2 separate regions of the Mus musculus genome follow, and region 1 is linked to region 2. A link is a contact called in public HiChIP or PLAC-seq data. All regions are on one chromosome and are shown on one strand. The core of a region is the stretch at or near the end of the contact, and the rest is flanking DNA. Distances in the headings are between cores, read along the strand shown.

What was found. HiChIP or PLAC-seq counts read pairs in DNA pulled down with a chosen protein or histone mark.
Region 1: a contact with region 2 is called in an H3K27ac HiChIP or PLAC-seq map of embryonic stem cells, with 2.6 times the contacts expected there. The contact joins the enhancer-like site here to the promoter of Tgfa in region 2. A contact is called at or near these places in 8 of 39 promoter capture datasets (the 3T3-L1 cell line, 3T3-L1-derived adipocytes, the C10 cell line and 4 more), 1 of 15 datasets of contacts at CTCF or cohesin (embryonic stem cells), 5 of 484 Hi-C or Micro-C datasets (the AML12 cell line, ECoMG myeloid progenitors, embryonic stem cells and 2 more), 15 of 115 datasets of contacts at active chromatin or transcription factors (embryonic forebrain, embryonic hindbrain, embryonic limb bud and 5 more) and 4 of 9 other capture datasets (adipose tissue, embryonic stem cells, liver and 1 more).

What each region holds. Positions count from the first base shown.
Region 1 is chr6:86,322,051-86,324,750 of GRCm38.p6, forward strand. No RefSeq gene overlaps it. Among named protein-coding and RNA genes, the nearest start is that of Fam136a, 42 kb to the right of the region's middle. Within about 2 kb of position 1,446, at least 36 of the 459 cell types and tissues checked have an H3K27ac peak or open chromatin away from gene starts, as enhancers often do. A contact at or near this core is called in embryonic stem cells, where this site is marked.
Region 2 is chr6:86,193,874-86,196,573 of GRCm38.p6, forward strand. Tgfa (transforming growth factor alpha) reads left to right here and starts at 1,349. Exons shown (of 6, transcript NM_031199.5): 1 at 1,349-1,672. The coding sequence starts at 1,633.

The sequences.
Region 1 (2,700 bases), core at 196-2,695, 130 kb after region 2:
AGATAGTGTAACCCCTTTATCCCAACCCTTAGAAAATGGAGGCAAAAGGATCAGAAGTTCAAGGTCCTCCTCAGCTACACATCGAATTCAAGGCCAGCCTGGGATCCATGAGAAGCTACAGTGAATGAGAAAAGGAAGGCTCCTGGCTCCTCCACTCAAGACCTGAGGCCGCCAGGGCTGCTACCAGCCTAGACACCAGCCTAGACACCAGCCTACACTGTGTGTGTGGGGGGGGGGGGGGGGGAGCTCCTCCCTCTGCTTCACGCTTTCTTCAGATTCTTCAAGAGGCTTCAGCAGCTTCCTGCAGACAGAAATCTGCCACTGCCTGCCTGCTTTTGGAAACTCATGAAAGCAAACCAAACACAGCACCGGGCTGTTCCCCATCTGGGAAACCATCTTCTGATTGGTTTTACTTTTTCTTTTCTTTTAGTCACAAAGACAGCATGTGAACCCTACTACACAGAGCCGGTTGTATGCTGTTTCTCAAAATAGACAGAGTGGATGTGTTATGAACTAAGCCAAAGTTGGAGGAAGAAGAATTGATAAGCAAAAACAAAACAGATTTAAAACAAAAAAAACAAAAAAAACAAAAACAAAAAACAATCCTAGGGCTGAAGAGACCACGTGGGGGGTTGAGTGTGCGCTGCTCTCAGAGGGCCCAGATTCAGCTCCCAGCACCCCACTCTCAACTGCCTATGGTGTCAGCTCCAGGAAATCCAATACCCTCTTCTGGCTTCTGTGGGCACCACATATATACAGAAATCCACACACAGACACAGATACAGATACAAACACATTAAAATAAAAATAAATAAATAAATAAATAAATAAACAAACAAAACAAAACAAAACTCCCCCCCCCCCCCGCCCCCCACGAGACAGGGTTTCTCTGTATGGCCCTGGCTGTCCTGGAACTCACTTTGTAGACTAGGCTGACCTCGAACTCAGAAATCCCCCTGCCTCAGCCTCCCGAGTGCTGGGATTAAAGGCGTGCGCCACCATTACCCTCTTGCCAAGGAATTTGAGACGCGGGCAGGGCAAGTTTGTCTAGATCCTACCAGAGCAACATGGAGGGAACATCAGAAATGCCTGTGACCCTGGCTGACTCAGCAGAGCTCATGCAAATGAGCATGTAAATGAGAATGCAAATGAGCACGTCTCCCCACCTACCCAGCCGCACAGCTTTGTGAACAGGGTGGAACTTGGGTTGCTTGATGACTCTCAGGTCAAACAGTCCCGTGGTCTGCATTTGTCAGAAGGCCTGGGTTTCACTGAACTAGGGAGCGAAACCCTCAAACTGCCCACATGTTTCTCATTCAACCCCCACTTCCTCCCACCAGGGGTTTTCCTTTGCAAAGTCGGTGGAGCAGGTATGGAAGGTGACTTCCCAAACCTGGACATAAAGGTACCTTTGCTTCCGGCTGAGGCAACACCATGATCTAGCCCCAGGGCCTTCACAGCCCAGTGGAAAGTATGGTGGGTTCAGTTGGGAGACTGAGCCCAGGAACTCGATCTAGCTATGGCGACACACATTGCCCTCAATGTCCAAGTACACACCAACTCAGAATAGGTCCAGTTGACCAATTCTGGGTACTTGGAGATGAGAAGGGTAGGGCTGGAGAAATGGTTCAGCCAGTAAAGTGTTTGCTGTGTAGACGTGAGATCTGAGATCACTCCTCCGAATCCATGTCTAAAACAAAATTTTTCATTTAAAGAAAAAAATGGATGAGGTAAGACACGCTTGTAATCCCAGCACTGGGGAAGCAGAGATGGATAGATCCCTGGAGAATTTCAGATCAGTGACAGCTCCTATCTCAAAACAAACAAACAAAAAAACAAAAAAACAAGGTAGGGCTAGGTGCTTCCAGGAGTGAGGGCACTTGCTGAGCAAGCCTGACAACCCAAGCTCAGTCCCTGGGAGCCATGGCAAGGTGGAAGGAGGAAAGTGACTACAAAGTTATCCTGACCTCCACGAGTGTCCCACAGTGCGGGCATGCGTTTGTGTATGTACACGAGCGCATGTGTGTGTGTGTGTGTGTGTGTGTGTGTGTGTGTGTGTGTGTGTGTGTGTCTGTGTGTGTGTGTGCGCACCGTCGCGCGCACACACACCAACACACATAAGGTGAGAATATGTGAAATTTCATATGTAGAAAGCAGTGTGCTCTGAAAACATGCCAATAAGCAGTGCCTCTGTTCTCAGGATAGGGGCGTGCTCCATAATGGGCCCCATGAGCCCTCTTGTCCCCTGCAGAGGGCTCCTACCCAGGCTATTCCACACTGACCAAGGGACTACAGGTGACTGTACTCTTCCTTGAATGTGGACTTCTCTGCCAGAGGCCAAGGGTAATATTTAATATCCACAAGGGTTTAATCAAAAGGGCTTGTTTTCCACCCCACGTAATCAAAAGGAAAGGATTCCTAAACAGAGCCAACATCCGTGCACTCAGACATCTCAGCAACATGACTGGCTTTCAGAACCCTGGAACACTAATGGGCTTGAAAAGGCAGGAGTGGGCAAAGCCTCCTCCGCAGTTACCACCAGCTCATTTTTCATTCATTAAAGAAAAGTCTCACACTGGCCAAACTCAGGGTGCTATTATTCTAATTGGGAGAAAAGCCCAGACCTAATACATGATAGCCCCAAGGAATGAACAAAATTGGATGAATCAGCCTGACTTGCTGGGATAAGAAACTGAGGAA
Region 2 (2,700 bases), core at 99-2,598:
TTGGACTTAACGCCATTTTGTTGTTTGTTGTTTGTTGTTGTTTGGCTTGTTTGGTTTTTTTGGTTTGGGAGGGGTTTTTTTTTCCTCCCCTAAAAGCTCATTTTGCTGCTTGGTTGGGCCCCCAGTGGGTGGCGCTAGAGAGAGATGGTGGAGACTTCAGTAGGTGGGGCCCTATTGGAGGAAGTTAGAACACTGGGAGTGTACCCTTGGAGGGGATATTGGGACCCACTCCCCTGCTTTTGAGCTGAGACGCATGCTCCCCACTATTGTGTCCTTCCCCTTCACAGACCCAAAGCTACAAGACTGGCCAAGGGAGCATGAACTAGAACAGAAAACCAAATCTCCTTTTAAGTTGCTTACCGCGTGCATTTTGTCTCAGCAACAGAAAGCTGGTTAATTAACACAGTACCCACACATTAGGGCCAATCGCTTGGGCCTTCTTTTGGAATCGACGAGGTCCTTTGTTCTTACAATAAACTGGAATTTTCAACTCTGAAACTTTGAGCATCCAGCTAAAGAGACAGCAAGAGAATCCCAAGTCCAACACACCCGACCAACGCCCCACCTGCTAGGAGAGTGGGTCTTCTCTCGAGCAGCTAGGCAGCAGGAAGCAGGAGAGGGGTCAGTCTGATTACTCTATGCCTAGTCGTGGTCTCTCTGGAGTTACTGTCCCCTATGGATGTGCACACACACACATCCCCAAACTCCCACAGGCCATTCATTCTCTATCCAAAAGAAGTCTTCCCTTCTTGTGTTTCCCTCTCATAGTTCATATTCAGGGGCCATCTCAAAGACACAACCCCTGAATGGGCCATCTAGCTGACCCCCACCACCAGCTTCTCCTTAGTTCTGCACTTAATTGTAACAAAGCCAGCTCTTGTTCCGGCTCCTGCTTCCCCGAAGCAGTGGAACAGTAGGGTTGATGCGAGATTAAGTTCATGGTACACAGAGATTCCCTGATCTTCACAATGTATCTGGAGACTCAGAGTGGGGCCAGCAAGGATGGGGACACAGGTGGAAATTCGACTTTAATGAGTGTTTGGCTGACTATGAAGAGAGCGCTTTTCTTGAGTCAGACCTTGCCAGGTAACTGGCCAAGCTCCTGGGTCTCCAGTCTCCTGCTCAAGCGTGTCTTGGAGAAGCCCCTAGCACAGGTGACTGGATCCTGAGCGACTCCGCTCCGCCGCCTACAGCCTGGACGCGGCTACTACGCAGGGGACTCGGGCGGCGACCCTGGGCGCAAGCACTGCAGGGAGGTGTCTGAAGCCAGGCGCTTCCTGCCTGGCCCTTGGCCCAGGGTGGTGACTGGCTGTCGCGATCGGGGCGCAGGTCCCCGCCCCCGGCTTCCAGTCCCCACCCCTGCGCCTTCGGGGGCGCCCCATCGCGGGAGGGTGGTCCGCCTCTCCCCGGTCGCCTAAGGCAGAGAGGTGGCGGGAACCTCCACCTCTTTCCCGTTTCCGCCGCGGGCAGCGCGCCGGCCAGTGCCACCGGGAGGCGCGGTCGTCCCTCCGCCCGCGCGCCGGGGGGCCGGCCCTGTCGCCTGCGCCTTTTTCCCCCGCGCACACCGCGGCGGCGCGCGGCTACTCGCCAACCGCAGGGAGCGCGGTGGCTGCAGCACCCTGCGCTCGGAAGATGGTCCCCGCGACCGGACAGCTCGCTCTGCTAGCGCTGGGTATGTAGGCAACACCCGATGTTCCCGGGCCGCTCCAGCCTGATCTCTGCGTTTCTCTTGAGTCCGCTTGGGAGAACAGAAGAGAGGCGGGTGTTTGGAGTGGGTGGGAGCGTGCGAGCCACCGGGAGTCACCAAGAACTGTGAAGTGGGGGACAGTCTTAGCGAGGTGGCCGCCGGGAGGTGAGATCCGGCCTGAACTTTACTCTGCGCGTCGTCGGCTCGCCGGTGCCCACGCCCTCCTGCCTACCTGCTGGTCGCCGAGCCGGGCTTCTTCAAAGCCGCCTAAGCGCAGGTTGTCCCAGTGCGACCCCTAGGTGGCCCTGGCCTGAGCCCCTTTCGAGTCCCTGGGGGCGGGAGCATGCGTTGCGCATCCGTACCCTTAGCCTTCGACTTGAAGCTCTCCTAGGTGTTGGGTGGGTTTGTGATTTTATTTTCTTTTAATTTTTTAATTTTTTTTTTGGTGCGGATTAATTGTCCTGTTAATGAGCTTACATGGGAGTCTTGGTGTCCCTGTCAGAGGAGGCGGGAGTAACACCTGAGTATAACCAGTTTCCTCAGAGTTGGTTCTTGGACATAAACGCGAGTGGGGGAGGGGACAATCGTCCCCCTCTAATCCCCTGGTGTCTGGGTGGTGGGAGGAACGGCCGCTGCGAAGCTCGAAGCTCGCAAGTGTGTGTTGCTACTCTCAGCTACCTGGTGCAGAGTCTGTTTGACAGAGTGGACTGAAGTACCCGGGTGTCCCAGTCACTGCTGCCGCCTTGTGAATCTTTCTGTCTGATGTTTTCAGCATTTAAAACCCTGTAAGAGGGCTGAAGCTGTAAGTCAGTGGCCAGAGTATTTCAGGCACCAAACCCTGGGTAGGATTCCCCGCCGGGCTCGTGACCCCAGTGCTCAGAAGGTAGAAACAATAGAATCATACTACTACCCTCAGCCATATATAGCGAGTTTGAAACTGAGAACCTGGTTCTAATTAACTATTAATAATTAAAGCCTTAGAAAGTAAGATGTTTGCAATCGTCCCCCACCCC